Regions from separate parts of the Mus musculus genome. Here regions 2, 3, 4 and 5 are each linked to region 1. Evidence: chromatin contacts called from public HiChIP or PLAC-seq, capture Hi-C and promoter capture Hi-C data. All regions are on one chromosome and are shown on one strand. The core of a region is the stretch at or near the end of the contact, and the rest is flanking DNA. Distances in the headings are between cores, read along the strand shown. Region 1 holds the start of Lrrc38 (leucine rich repeat containing 38). Region 2 overlaps Kazn (kazrin, periplakin interacting protein). Region 3 holds the start of Fhad1os1 (forkhead-associated (FHA) phosphopeptide binding domain 1, opposite strand 1). Region 4 holds the start of Pramel13 (PRAME like 13). Region 5 holds the start of Aadacl3 (arylacetamide deacetylase like 3).

Region 1 (2,700 bases), core at 114-2,613:
AAACCTACAGCTCTGCCAGCCCAGAACAGAACCTGAGGCTGAAAGAGAGCAAGAATATTCTTTTCAGGATGCTTTTGCAGAGTTTAGAGTGGTGGCACATGCTCTTTCTGGCTGCCTTCTTGCATCCTTAACAACATCAATGTAGCTAAGGTACTTTCACCCACCCTAGTCCTTTCTTACCCTATACTGCCTCTTCAAAAGGCAGAGCCCCGGAAACTGGGAATTGCAAGACATTCTGTTGACCTGGTGAGAATCGGAACACAAGACAGGGGCTGTAGGTCTAGCTTGGTGGCCAGGGTGTGTGCAAGGGAAGAGCGATTGAGGGGGCCCAACACCCAGCCCCTCCTGGAACTCATGCAAGTTCTTGGGCCTTTGGCTCTGTCCCAAAGGCTCAACTGCCTGATCCCTGGCTCAGAGGCACCAACTGGCTTCCAAACTGGAAAAAGAGGTCATCCAACTCCCTTCCAAACTGGGAAAAAAAATACCCAGACTTAGCTCTGAGGCTTCGGAATAGCTGGCTCCACCAATCCCCAGCAGTGCCAGGGGATGGGGCAGGGTCAATGGGGGCCAGTAACTGACAGCTGTTCCGTGGGTTATTTTGGGCCAGGGGCTGAGCTTCTCGGTTCCAGGGTGTTAGGATTAAAATAGCCACCTGCAGGGCGATTTGCCTGTAGCAGTGTAGGGGCTTTTCCAAAAAGCAAACATTCAAAGCCCGGCAGAGGAGTAGAATACGGGGTTGGTTTGAGGAATGGCAGGGAAGGAATTCTATCACTGTCTAAGACCAACCTCACCTCTGAGGAGCTGGGCTCTAAGCGTTGGCATCTCTCTGACCAGATCACTTTCCTGGGCCATCAAAATGAAGGGTTGATGGGGAAAGAAGGGTTGGTAACTCCTAAACACAGCTTCTGGCCTTCTTCAGTCCTCAAAGGGAGCGGTGAGATGTCCCCACCCTTGCCTTTTCACAGATGGTTCCACAGGAGTTCAGGGGGCGCTTGGAGGCTCTGGTTGCAGGTCACCAAACTGCCCCAGTACCTCTTGCTTTGGCCTTGCTCAGAGCTACAGAAGATTCGTGTTGGGAGGATAATCAGTTCTATCTCCAAGCTCAGGACCAGCATGGAAAACGCTGACTGGCCCTGGCTATCCTTCCAGTCACAGCGGGACCTTGGCAGCCACCCGCCTAGCTCACACCCTCCTCCTGCAGGAGGTGGGGCAAAAGCAGGTGGGAGGAGGGGGTCGAAGGGGAAGCCCAACCATCCTGGAGCCTAGCCAAAGCTCAACTTCGCAGCCCCAGGCGGGGACTTGACAGCCTGCGGGCTTTGTTCAGGACTTCGAGTTAGAGTGACCTGGGACCCTTTGGCAGAGATGAGGGTGGCGCTCTGGGCGCATGCCCCAGACACGCCCCATGGAAATCGCTCCAGGGATCCGTCACTGAACTTAGTCTTGAGCACCGCTGGCCAGGTCTGTGCGACAGGTCCCACTTCCCCGCCCGAGTGGGGTCGCTCTGGGCTCCCTCCACGATCTCCACCTGTGCTTTTGAATGTTCCAGAGGGTCAGTTTCCTGTGCGGGTAAATTCTGCGCCCAGCACCTCTCATCTTCCTCCTCCCTCCCCGCCTCCCGGACACCCCGGGTCGCTCTGTCCCCGCCGCACTCTCATCGCCCCCGCGCGCCCCGGCGCAGCCTCCCCGCCCTGCGCCGCTGCCCTGGGGCTCTCGGCGCCCCGGAGCCAGGGCCCCGCTGCGTCCTCCTTGCTGCGAGCTGAGTCCTCCGGAGTCCCCCGGGCCATGAGTCTCTGCGTTGCCCCCCGCCACCCCACGGGCGCTGCTGCGGCGCTGGGGCTCGGTAGCCTCTTGGTGCTGCTCGGGCCGGGACGCGCGTGCCCCGCGGGCTGTGCTTGCACCGACCCCCATACCGTGGACTGTCGCGATCGCGGGCTGCCCAGCGTGCCCGATCCCTTCCCCCTGGACGTGCGCAAGCTGCTAGTGGCCGGCAACCGCATCCAGCAGATCCCCGAGGACTTCTTCATCTTCCATGGAGATCTGGTGTATCTGGATTTCAGGAACAACTCGCTGCGCTCGCTGGAGGAGGGCACGTTCAGCGGCTCGGGCAAGCTGGCCTTTCTGGACCTGAGCTACAACAACCTCACCCAGCTGGGGGCCGGCGCCTTCCGCTCGGCGGGGAGGCTGGTCAAGCTGAGCCTGGCCAACAACCATCTGGCCGGTGTACATGAGGCTGCCTTCGAGAGCCTGGAGTCCTTGCAGGTGCTGGAACTCAACGACAACAACCTGCGCAGCCTCAACGTGGCGGCTTTGGATGCGCTGCCGGCACTGCGCACTGTGCGCCTGGACGGGAACCCCTGGCTGTGTGACTGTGACTTCGCTCACCTCTTCTCCTGGATTCAGGAGAACACATCCAAATTGCCCAAAGGTGAGCCAGAGGGTGGCTGGAAGCCAAGGCTGGGTCTGGTAGGGAACGCTGGAGGAATCCAGCACGGTCAGGATGTGTGAGGCCTCGTTTTGGGGCTCACCAGAAAGTCCCCTGAACGAGGACCCCTGTGGTGTAACTCCATAAGACCAGCTGTCTGAAAGTCTGAGATGTGTTGGCAACGAGTGTTAAAAGAACACACCCGGAACTCTCTCAAGTTTCTCTTTCTTCACTTATTACCCACCTTTTCTCCATCATCATGGTCCACATCCTCTCTG
Region 2 (2,707 bases), core at 8-2,507, 1.2 Mb before region 1:
CTAGGCAATGGTTTACTCAACAATAAATGGGGATAATGGCTCCTGTCCAGGAGTGACAATGCCTGGGCTTGCACATGGGCTGGCCACTGCTGTAAGCACTCTGCAAGTATTAGCTCATAAAATCTCTCAAGTGACAGATGGTGCTGGTGTCTGTCCCTTGAGACCTAGTGTGCACAGCCATACCAGAGTATACAGCAGGGCTCCCACTCGTGCTCCAGGTCCTGGGTCCTGAGTGCTCCAGGTTATCTATCCCTCTCCATGATTTTCCAAGGCCGTCCCTAAGCCCCATAGGTATCTGACGAATTCCCAGCAGGGCTTGGCCCCAGAAGGTACTGACTAGATTATCAGTGTCAGTTTCTTCTGGAAGTTTCTAAAGTTGCCGACCCTGGCATAGCCCACCCTTCCCTCTTGTAGTTTCTTCTTTAGCACCAGGCACCAGGGCTATTTCTAATTACTCTGTGGCTCTCTGTTTTGCCATTTGCTGGATCCTTGGCTTCTGGAACAGTGTGGGGAACAGAGTGGGTGGCCAGTGAATATCTGGGGAGTGAAGGACAATAGGACCAGTGAGCTAATCTCATGCTCTGTGCAACCCACTGAGTGTTACTCTGACCCCTGGGCAGACAGCACTGTGGAAAAGACCCAGGGAAACAAAGACAGGGAGAAGACGGCTCTCCTCCACAGAAGGCCAACACTGCACACAGCTGAGCCACCATTAGGACCTGCCCAGCCCCAGCCTTTGAGGCTCACATCCATCCCCAGAGCTGAGGGACCCTGAGCCACTCCATTATAGAGGTTCTTGTGCAAAGTGGTAGTCCTGGGTCAGAACCCCCTGTGAAGGGAGAGAGGGCCTCCCTCCTCCACCCACCCCTCCCCCAGCCTCATGAAATCCTCCTTTGTTTGAACAAGATACTGAGAGTAAACATGTTTTACACGCTCTTAGGGTTGGCATTTTCTTGATGGCTGTTGGTTGTAAGGTTGTGTGCAGGAGAAGGAACCTGGGGCCTCTCACAAGCCAGACAAGCCTTGGCCTCTGAGCTGTCGTTCAGCCCTAGCTTTTGGTTCATAGCCATAAAAGTTTCATTAGGACCTCAAGAGCCTGGCCAGTGGGTGGGTGTTAACACAGCTCATTGCACAAGGGCTGGAAGCTCAGCCCTTGAGTTCTTATCTTTGATCCTCCAGTCTCCCCCAGTAAGGTGCATATGTTTCCCCCAGTGTCCAGCCAAATGGTTAAACACAGCGCTGCTTGGAGGGTCTGAGATGCCAGGGAGACAGACTGGGGTAGCTGTTTCCCAGCAACCATTATCTCCAGGTTAATGTGTAGCTCAGGATAAAGTAGAAGTCGAGAGTTGGAGTCGAAGTGGGACAGACCGGCTAGCTGCTGGCACTGCCCTGTGATGTACTATACACGTGTGGCCTGCTGCAATTCCTAGAGACCTGGTCCCCTACCAACCCACCCACCCCATCCCCAAACCTGCAAAAAACAAATCTGTGGGGCCAATTAACGGCATGTTTACTCCAAGTCCTACCCGGGACAGCTTGCTAGGTGATCTGTCTCTTGGGTGACAATGTTTTGAGATGAGGATCAGATCATCAAATCTCTGTACCTTCCCACGCTGGGCCTGGGCCTGGGCCTGCGGATTCGCCCTCTTCAACTTCTCTGAGGCTGTGAGGCCTCTAGCAGAGACCAGAGAAAATTCAGTTCTCCAATCCCATCCAGCAGAATCCTGGCCACGGATGATGGTACTGCAGGCAGCTGGCTGGTCTCTCAGGTACCCGGGGCCATGCCCAGCCCAGAGCCTGGAATGAGCTATTCTAATTAGCACTGGCAACTGGTCTAGGTAGAAGTTCTATTATTATGCCAACCTGTGTGTGTGTGTGTGTGTGTGTGTGTGTGTGTGCGCGCGCGCGCGCGCACGCAGTTGCCTGTATGTGTGCAGGTATGTGTGGAGGTGCATATATGTAGAAGCTAAAGGACACCCAGCAGGTGTCACTCCCCAGGATCCCCGGGGTCTTCTTCTATAGGCCTAGAACTTTCCAAGTAGACCATGCAGGTTGTGACTGGTCAGGGACCCACCTGTCCCCATTTCCCCAACACTGCAATAATGAGCACTTCCACTTCCACTTGACTTTTTAATTCTAGGATTGACCTCAGGTCCTTGTTCTTGCTTTGCAAGTCCCTTCCTGACTGAGCTATCCCTCCTGTCCTCACTGTACAAGTGAGGAGACGGAGTCAGGGGACGACGTAACTAACGAGCTCAAAGCCACACAACCAATTAATGTTGGAGGTGGGATTTGAATTCCAAAGTCTAATGGAGCCATGGGCCACCCAGCAAGGCCCAGGACTCTGAGCTCAGAGGTGTGGACCACCATGCTCCATGCTCAGTGTATGTTGTGCGAGGGACAGAACCGGGGGCTTTGTGCATGCCAGACAGGTACCTTACCAATTGAGCTACATTGCTGGGACACTCTTCACAGCTCTTGCCAGCCTGGTAAAGAGCCTCATCCTGACTATGTCCATGGAGGTAACTGAAGCCCAGTCAGCCTAAGGGGTCAGCACAAGTTCCCATGGCTCATACAAGGCCGAGCCTGACACACGGTAGACTGACCCAGTTGGCTCCAGGCTGGTCTGGTCTACTCTGTGTACACGGCCCCTCCACATTGCCCAGGATACAAGGGCTAAGAGGAAGTGTCTTTTTACATAGAGATG
Region 3 (2,783 bases), core at 184-2,683, 1.4 Mb before region 1:
CACAGCAGGGCAGGTACGAATGTTCAGGGCTGACTTGGGATTAGATATCTGGAGGAGTTCACCCCTGGAAAAGACTGATTGTCCCGCCCACAGCAGCCACTGATTGCCTGTGGCTCTTCATCCAGGGGTGGGGCCTTGTGAGTCCCCACCCACTTTGCATGCCTTGTGTTTTCATAGGGAGGGATGGAACTCAGGTTCCTGCACTTGCAGAGCAAGTACTTTAGGAGCTGAGCCATCTCCTCGGCCCAATTGCTATCTTTATAAAACAGGAATTTGGATCTAGTTTCCAGAGAATAGAAGCTTTCTGGTAAATGGAGACCAAGTGGGGAACACATTTGATGACACTGCCCATGGTGAAGCCAGGGACCACCACAGTCTCTCGGGGTGGGGGGGGAGGTGTCAGAAGACTGTGACAGATCTAAAGAACATTCTCCAAGGCCCAACACATGCCGCACTGGGAAACAGGGCCTGTGATGGCCTTCTGTCCGTATGCTCTGTGACGTCCCAGATGCCCTCTTCCTATCTGTGCTCGGGCTCCACTCTGACTGTGGTGTTTCTACGCTTTGACGGGCTTGTCCCAGAGTCCTACCTGGCTTTTCATGCTCTCAATCTCCTTCTGCCTGAGATCGTCGCCTTCATCCACGCCCTGGAGCTTCGGGTCACACCTGTTACTCTGCCTGGCTGCGGCGACAGCGGCTGTCTCTGACAACCTTTGGCTCAGGTCGGCCACCTCAGCCTGCAGGTTCATGATCAGAGCGTCTTTATATTTGGACTCCATTTCAAAGTCAGAGAGCCGATTAACCTCTCTCCCCAAGAGCAGAATGATCTCGTCCTGTGTGGGGACAAGAGGGAGGCTTGGTATGGGTGTGGGTGGCAAGCTGGGCCTGTTTCTACAATCTAGGAGGAACTGGGTGTCACTAAGGGAAAGGCAGGTGAGGGGGAGAGGGCAGGCAGAGGGCCTGGAGAGAAGAGAGTTGGGCTAGAACCACATATCCGTACCTAGATGCTTATAATGGAGTCTCCCAGGAATAGAATCTCTTTTTTTTACCCAGAAAAAAAAATACTTTCATGTGGTAAACCACAGCCCCCTGGGAATGTCAGAGGACATTCTGCACACTCCCTTACAAGGCCCATGTTCAGGGTGTTGGAGACCCAGCACAGGTAAATGGATTGGGATACATGGGAATGCACTCTGACCATCAAGAGGACATTATTAGTTTAATAGTTTTTATGTATTCTGAAGAGGTCATTTCTCTCTTTCTCTTCTTCTGGGAGTCCCTGTTTCCCTCTGTCCGCCTCAGGGAAAATGTACTCAGCGAACAGAGTTGAATCAGGAAACAGAACACTGAATGCTTGTGAACACTCGGGTGGGTGGGGGGGTGGGGAGCTGTGGGTGGAGTTCCCCACGGGTGGAGCCAATGTACCTCCTCACTAGGAAAACACGGGAACCAAGACGTCTCTGTTTCTCCAAAGCTGGAACAGGTACCCTGAACCTCTCAGAGTGATGGAAAGACGGGAAAAACTGAATTCTAGCTGTGTGCCTGGGGAAACAGATGGTGTCACGGGCACGAGGAAGCCCACGGGCGTTGCCAAGGACCTCTGGGTCCTTGTGAATGTCTGTTACAGCTCTTCCAGGAGACTCTGTTTCTTTTGTTCTGTATCTTCAGCATTTTACCCAGCCTCATCCACAGCGAGCCACCCTGGGCCTCCACACTCAGCAGCACAGAATTGATTATCTTTTTGTGCCACAGAGATCTACTGGGCACCTACTGTGTGCTGGGCTCTGCACTGGATGTAAACAAACCTTCAGGTACAGTGTCCTGCCGTGGTTTTCGTTCTCTCTGGTGCTGTCCCTGGTCTCTATGCCCTCCTTAAGGGAATGTCATCTGCTCCTTCCGGGTGGCTTTGGTAAGAGTGGATGTCAATCAAGTAGCTCACTTCCTGTCCTTCCTGCTCCTGTCCCTGTGACCCAGGCTGGTCAACCAGTTGTTTCTGGTGTGGATTTTGGGTCGGGGCAGGGGTTCCCCCCTCTCTTTGTATCATGGACTTTAAGTACAGAGCTTGACCATAATCATCCGGTCAGCACAGGGAGCTAGCCTGCTGGGGACTGTCAAACTGCAGGAAAAACAAAGAGTAGAACAGGCAATGGGGACATTCCAATGACATCCCTGAAGATCCTGGATGTACCATGCCTGAGGCTTGATAGCCTTTCTTTTTTCTTTTTTAAAACTATTTACTTGTTTTATGTTTATAAGCATACTGTAGCTATCTTCAGAAACAACAGAAGAGGGCATCAGATCCCATTACAGATGGCTGTGCGCCACCATATGGTTGCTGGAAGAGTAGTCAGTGCCTTTAACTGCTGAGCCATCTCTTCAGCCCCGCTTGCCAGCCTTTCAATAAGACTAGCTAATGAACATTTTCCACCCCCATTGTTGACTGCCACTTGTCCTTGAAGGTGCTTGGGAAATCAGGGCATAAAAGGTTCAAAACAGCAAAAACAATTCGGTTTTCACTTTGTTCCCACCTTAATAGGAGTTACGACGACAGCGGTAGATCAAATGTGACAAAAACTTTGTGGCTTTTGTCACTGAGTGGTATCAATGTCTACTGTCCACCAAGCAAGTCTGTGGCTCCAGGGGATGGATGGAAGCTAGCAGAGGTCACAGTACAGAGTGAGCTCTGAGTAAGCTGTCGGGATGCTGTGGTATCTGCCCTGGGGACCTGGGGGCTGCTCTGCTGGGGAGACACTGCACGAACAGGGCTTGCCATTTCCCCATCTG
Region 4 (2,700 bases), core at 123-2,622, 1.1 Mb after region 1:
GCTGTCCTAAAAACAGGCATCTTGGTCCATGTGTGTAATTTTAGCAATTGGAAGGTAGAGACGGGTCATCCCTTGGCTACATGGTGAATTTGAGGCCAGCCTGGAACCCAAGAGACCTTATCTTAAAAATTATGATGATGGGGGAGGGAAGAAGGAGGGGGAGAGGATGTATGAAACCCAGGGCTTGTGTATGTAGGCAGGTGCTACACTGAGCCACCTCCCCTCCCGGGCTCCTTTCACCTTATTTTAGAGCACATTCCTTCTTTTTAAAGTTGCTACATGTTGCTACAAGGGTAATTCTAGCACTCCAGTCTCGGAAAGGCTGAGTTTGAGCCAAGTATGGTTACATAGTCAGAACTGCCTCAAAACAAAAACTGGCTAGAACCAGTTCCAGAGGCTCTGCTGCCCCCTTTCTGTCCTCTGCAAACACCAGGCACTCACAGGGTAGATAGGCGTATGTTGGCAAAACACTCAATACATAAAATAAAAATAGTTTAAAAAAAAAAGAGAAATGTAAAACAAACGTTATGTTATGCCAGCCTCATGCAGACTGCATGGATTGCAACAGGAAGCCATGCCAGTTGGTTGTGGAAACAACTTTAACTCCAGCACTCAGGAGGCTAGGAGGATTTCTATGAGTTTGAACTCAGCCTGGTCTATATATAAAGTTCCAGGACAACCAGAACTACATAGAAGAGTGATCCTGTATCAAACGGCAGGAAGAAAGGAAAGACAGAAAGAAGATGCATGTTAGGAAAGTGACACACCCTTAATCATGACACTTAGTGAGAACGGCATATGGATCTCTGAGGTCACTCCCAGCCTGGTCAACAATGAGTTCCAGGACAGCCAGGGCTACTTAATGAGAACTTGTCTCAATAAGTAAATAAGTAAACAAACAACAAAAACCCAGAAGCCCGGAAGTGCTGAGCAATGTTATACACACCATTAATCTCAGCAGAGGCAGGCCGATCTCTGGGCAACCAGAGATACATAGTGACACCCTGTCTCAAAAACAAAAACAAACAAACAAAAAACAACCAACCAAAGGAGTTGGGCAAGTGCCTGGCTCACACCAATCCTTTAGGTTTGTGTAAATGCCTTCTGTGAAGCATGCTTGAGGTTCGTGACCCATTTTTAAGGATGCACACCGATCCTTAAGCTACTCCGGACCGTTCCTGAACTGCTAGAGACATAAGGTCTGTTTACTATGACACCTGTATAACTCTGGAGAGTCATGACTGCCTGTGGATGGTCATAAATACCTGCAATGAAGTCTCCGCTGAACTCCGGAGGCCAGAGATCTTCTACTGAAGTGGGCGTAGGAATATCCGCCAAAGAACTGAATTCCCCTGACCAGGGCAGACTAAGACTCCTCCTCCTTCTAGCCCCTCCCCTTTCCCCCTTCCTTCCCTCATTCCGTAAAAATGCGGCTGGTCTGTGCGTGGCTGTTTGCTTCTGTTTCTAACCCGAAGGCTTTCCAGACTTAAGGGTCAATTCAAAGACGCCAAGGTTTTAAAGTGTCTAATTGTAACTATCCTCTGAAGAAAACTAAGGCCTCTCACTCAGTTGAAAGGAACAGAAGCAGACAAACTTCAAGTCCTGGTGTCGTGGGTTATTGCAGGAGCAACACAAGTTTTACTTTTTAATATTTATTTTGTTTTGAGATAGGGTCTCTTACAGCCCAGACTTGGCCTCTAATTCACCTCTAATTCTGCTTTCATCAAAAAAAAAAAAAAAAAAAAAGAAATGCTGGAATCACAGGTGTGTGCCATCTTGACACAGTGATTCACACAGAATTGAATTCACGTGTGAGGGGTCTCTGCAAACACCCGTGCCAGCAGAGTGCGGATCAAAGATCCTTGAGAGGCCAGAAGAAAGTCTAGTTCAACAAGGCTCGGTTCAAACTTTGACACCTGTTAGTTTATTTATTTTACGTATATTTAAGTACAGCACAGTTGCTCTTGGTGAGGGAAGCTAATTGGTGATAATTAGCACAATCCTGTGTGCACAATAATAAAGCAAGGCTGCGCCGGGCGTGGTGGTGCACGCCTTTAATCCCAGCACTTGGGAGGCAGAGGCAGGCGGATTTCTGAGTTCGAAGCCAGCCTGGTCTACAAAGTGAGTTCCAGGACAGCCAAGGCTACACAGAGAAACCCTATCTTGAAAAGCAAATTAACCAAACAAACAAAAGCAGGACTGCATTGAAATTCTTTCTAAAGTACCTTTGACATCATCCATAAAGATGAGTATTGGAGATCGACTATGTGTGACATCATTGTAAGGGTCTGGGGGAGGGTCTGGTGTGGTCTAGTGCAAAGATCATCAGGGTATGGCTAACCACCCCTAGGACTCTAGCCTTCTGGGCAGAAAACTGGTTATACTTCTTTCACTTTGAAGAGACAGCCCTAGCTGTTTAACATTCCTGGTTTCCCTGATGCTCATAGGCGAGCACAAGAACTCCTACACCTGGTGCTCAACCTCTGAACTAAATTGCTGTGGAGGGAACCTGTTTTGCGCTTGAATGGCCCTGGGGGAAGCATTGAGGAGGTTCTGAGGGTCCACTGGTGAGGCGACTTGACTGATATTTGCCTAGATAAAACCCTCTCCCAGGTGGGAGGATTCCTGGAACAGGCAGATGTCCACACAAGAGGGGGAAACTTGAGGATCTGGGTTCCTATAGCACACACTGTTAGGCTT
Region 5 (2,700 bases), core at 152-2,651, 1.1 Mb after region 1:
TTAAAGTTCTGATCTATGCTGTTTAGAGCAATGGCTGCTCTTTTAGAGGACCCAGGTTCAATTGCCAGCCCCCACATGGCCACTCACAACTATCTGTAACTCTAGTCCTAGCAGATCCTACAACACTCTTCTGGCCTCTGCAGGTACTGCACACACATGGTGAACAGTCATGCATACAGAAGAAATGCCTATACACACAACATAAGTAAATTTTACTGTTTTTAAAAAGTTGCATTCTGTAGTTCTGAGCTAATTTCCTAATATGCTTTTTGTTCTTCTCATTTTGTTGCTTCCTGACTCTTGCTAGCAGATCTGTAGTCACTGGAGCTCAAAAATGCATCCTTACCTTTGGCAAAGTACTGAAGGCTAACAAAGGTTAGCTTTTTCCTCTGGGCACCATGATTTGCATATTCTCTGTACCTCAGAGGCCCTTGTGAAAAAGGCTATTTGTAAGTGGTAGAGTCTTTGGAACAAAAGGCTTACTGAGAGGTCATTGAGGACATAGGTTGATAGAAGAAGGTAGAGTATAAAACCAAATCCCAAGCCAGGAGGTGGTGGCATACATCTTTAATCCCAGCACTCTGGAGGCAGAAGTAGAGGCAGAGGCAGGCCTGGTCTACAAAGTGAGGTCTAGGTCAGCCAGGACTCCACAGGGAAACCCTGTTTCAAACAAACAAACAAACAAACACCCCCCTCCAAAACAAAACAAAACAAAACAAAAAAACCAGCCAACCAACCAAACAATAAACCACAGCCTCCCTCAAACAAAAAAACAAAACAGATCAAAGTCTATTGATATACACACAATAAAATATGTGGAGAAGTCAATTTGCTTGTATGATAAATATAAAATTACTTTTTAAAAAAGGCACTATGGTACCTCAGCTCTTCTTCATTTTTTGTTCCTTGAGACATGAGCAATTTTCCTCAGCCATATGCTCTCTCTCTCTCTCTCTCTCTCTCTCTCTCTCTCTCTCCCTCTCTCAACATAATCAGGCTGACATCACAAGCTGCAACCTCAAAAACCATGATCCTAAATAAACCTTCTCACTTTGTAAGTCCATTTGTCTTGGATATTTTGTTACAGTAATGGAAATATGGAGAAAGCAAACATTCTTTGAACTGTGTGTACGTAGTATTGTAGCATCTAGTATTTTATTTGTCCTAACTTCAGGCAAAGGAGGCAAGCAAAGCAGAGACTCACCCATGTCATTGTCAGATGAAATAAGCAACTGAGGATTCGAAGCCTCCAGGGGTGAGTGATGCCTTCAGGGATGTGTTCAGTCCAGAAGTGTTTGCCGACCACCCACAGCAGACTGCCCAGTGAGAACACAGCAACTGAACCTACAAGGAGTGTCAGGGCCAGAACCACCATGATGCCTCTACCTCAGAGAAGGCCAAGTATCATCTGTATCTGCCACAGGCCATGGAAGACGAAGCAGATCAGCAGTGTCTTATACATTACCAGCTTCCCTCTCCACCTCCCTGCTTCCTGTAAGCACTGTCCCCGCCCAGTCAAGATGTCACAGATCCAAGGGGAGGGTGTTGTTCCTGGCCAGGGCCCATACTGAGGAGAAAGTGGTTTCTATAACCTTATTCAGATGGAAGGAGATCTCAGAAGCTCCTATTTGAATCCTGGCATCACTACTATAGATAGGGCGTTGGGTAAGCCAAAAAGTTACTGTAGTCACTAGACACTTGCCCTTTGATCTTACTGCCCACACCCTAATTCTAGTCTTGCCACACTCGTTATTCCTCAACTAGATGAGGAGGCCCCAGGGCCTTTGAGCTTGCTGTTTTTCTATGCAACCCCCTCCCACCAAATACCAGACCTTAACTGGACTCAATTCTTCCTATTCTGCCTGTAGCTGTTCAAATGTCATCTTCTGCCTAGTTAGATATTTAAAATGGCAGTACCCACTACCAATAGACCCATGTCCCGGTCCCATCATACTGCTTACTTCTCATCTGTGGCTTTTATCGTCACCCAGGATGCCTGTCTCTTGACTGTAGAACACACTTTTTAAATATAGAATTGTTTATGTTGCTCTTTTAAGATGTATTGATTTATTTTTATCTTATGTGTATGAGTATCTTGCCTGCCTGTATGTCTGTGTGTCATGCCTTTCTGATGTACGGGATACCAGAAGAAGTCTTCAGATCCACTGGAATGAAGTTACAGATGGTTGTGACCTACCATGTGGGTGCTGGGAATTGAATCTATGTCCTCTGCTTGAGCATCTAGTGATCATAACTATTAAGCCATCTCTAAAAAGTTCATCTCTAAAAGCTAGCTCTGAACTTTGTGGCTTTAAGCCTAGAGGCTGAATCAGGGTCTGGGTCACTCTCAGGGTTATGCCAATGTCCACTAAACTGAGGGATTGATAAAGAGCTTTTTTTCTCCATTGTAAAACAGAGACACTTGAGTATGCTTGCTTTCTAGGTCAGGTGAGAGGTTAAGGCAGTTTTAACAGCTTTTTCTAGCAAGAAGTTCCTATATAATCATACCAATGTGGGCATGTGTCCCATATCCTGCCTCCTTGTGGTGTTTGGCTTTATTGTGAAATTAACACAACTTAGAATCAACTGAGAAGAAAGTCTCCATTAGGGATTGCTCACACTAGGTTGGCCTGTGGCCACAGCTGTTCAGGGTTGTCTCAATTAATTTAGTTGATGTGAAAAGATCCAGGCCACTGTGGG

The links. Promoter capture Hi-C pulls out the DNA fragments that hold promoters and counts their contacts. HiChIP or PLAC-seq counts read pairs in DNA pulled down with a chosen protein or histone mark. Capture Hi-C pulls out chosen DNA fragments and counts their contacts.
Region 2: an H3K27ac HiChIP or PLAC-seq map of extraembryonic endoderm stem cells shows a contact between it and region 1, with 6 times the contacts expected there. The contact joins the enhancer-like site here to the promoter of Lrrc38 in region 1. A contact is called at or near these places in 7 of 39 promoter capture datasets (the 3T3-L1 cell line, the C10 cell line, hippocampal neurons and 2 more) and 3 of 115 datasets of contacts at active chromatin or transcription factors (embryonic stem cells and extraembryonic endoderm stem cells).
Region 3: a promoter capture Hi-C map of stem cell-derived epiblast-like cells shows a contact between it and region 1, with 10 times the contacts expected there. The contact joins the promoter of Fhad1os1 here to the promoter of Lrrc38 in region 1. A contact is called at or near these places in 6 of 39 promoter capture datasets (the 3T3-L1 cell line, 3T3-L1-derived adipocytes, cranial neural crest and 2 more).
Region 4: an H3K27ac HiChIP or PLAC-seq map of embryonic stem cells shows a contact between it and region 1, with 4 times the contacts expected there. The contact joins the promoter of Pramel13 here to the promoter of Lrrc38 in region 1. A contact is called at or near these places in 7 of 39 promoter capture datasets (the C10 cell line, cranial neural crest, embryonic stem cells and 3 more) and 3 of 115 datasets of contacts at active chromatin or transcription factors (all in embryonic stem cells).
Region 5: a contact with region 1 is called in a capture Hi-C map of embryonic stem cells, with 3 times the contacts expected there. The contact joins the promoter of Aadacl3 here to the promoter of Lrrc38 in region 1. A contact is called at or near these places in 5 of 39 promoter capture datasets (embryonic stem cells, hippocampal neurons, liver and 2 more) and 1 of 9 other capture datasets (embryonic stem cells).

Annotation. Positions count from the first base shown.
Region 1 is chr4:143,348,387-143,351,086 of GRCm38.p6, forward strand. It overlaps Lrrc38 (leucine rich repeat containing 38), which reads left to right and starts at 1,364. Exons shown (of 2, transcript NM_001162983.1): 1 at 1,364-2,425. The coding sequence starts at 1,783.
Region 2 is chr4:142,173,099-142,175,805 of GRCm38.p6, forward strand. The region is part of intron 5 of Kazn (kazrin, periplakin interacting protein); the gene reads right to left. Among named protein-coding and RNA genes, the nearest start is that of Kazn, 41 kb to the right of the region's middle. Within about 2 kb of position 1,258, at least 40 of the 459 cell types and tissues checked have an H3K27ac peak or open chromatin away from gene starts, as enhancers often do. A contact at or near this core is called in extraembryonic endoderm stem cells, where this site is marked.
Region 3 is chr4:141,981,559-141,984,341 of GRCm38.p6, forward strand. Fhad1os1 (forkhead-associated (FHA) phosphopeptide binding domain 1, opposite strand 1) reads left to right here and starts at 1,434. Exons shown (of 4, transcript NR_040672.1): 1 at 1,434-1,482; 2 at 1,668-1,810. Fhad1 (forkhead-associated (FHA) phosphopeptide binding domain 1) reads right to left here. Exons shown (of 32, transcript NM_177868.4): 5 at 590-832.
Region 4 is chr4:144,407,092-144,409,791 of GRCm38.p6, forward strand. It overlaps Pramel13 (PRAME like 13), which reads right to left and starts at 1,373. Exons shown (of 4, transcript NM_029948.2): 1 at 1,266-1,373.
Region 5 is chr4:144,462,355-144,465,054 of GRCm38.p6, forward strand. Aadacl3 (arylacetamide deacetylase like 3) reads right to left here and starts at 1,402. Exons shown (of 4, transcript NM_001085503.2): 1 at 1,205-1,402. The coding sequence starts at 1,375.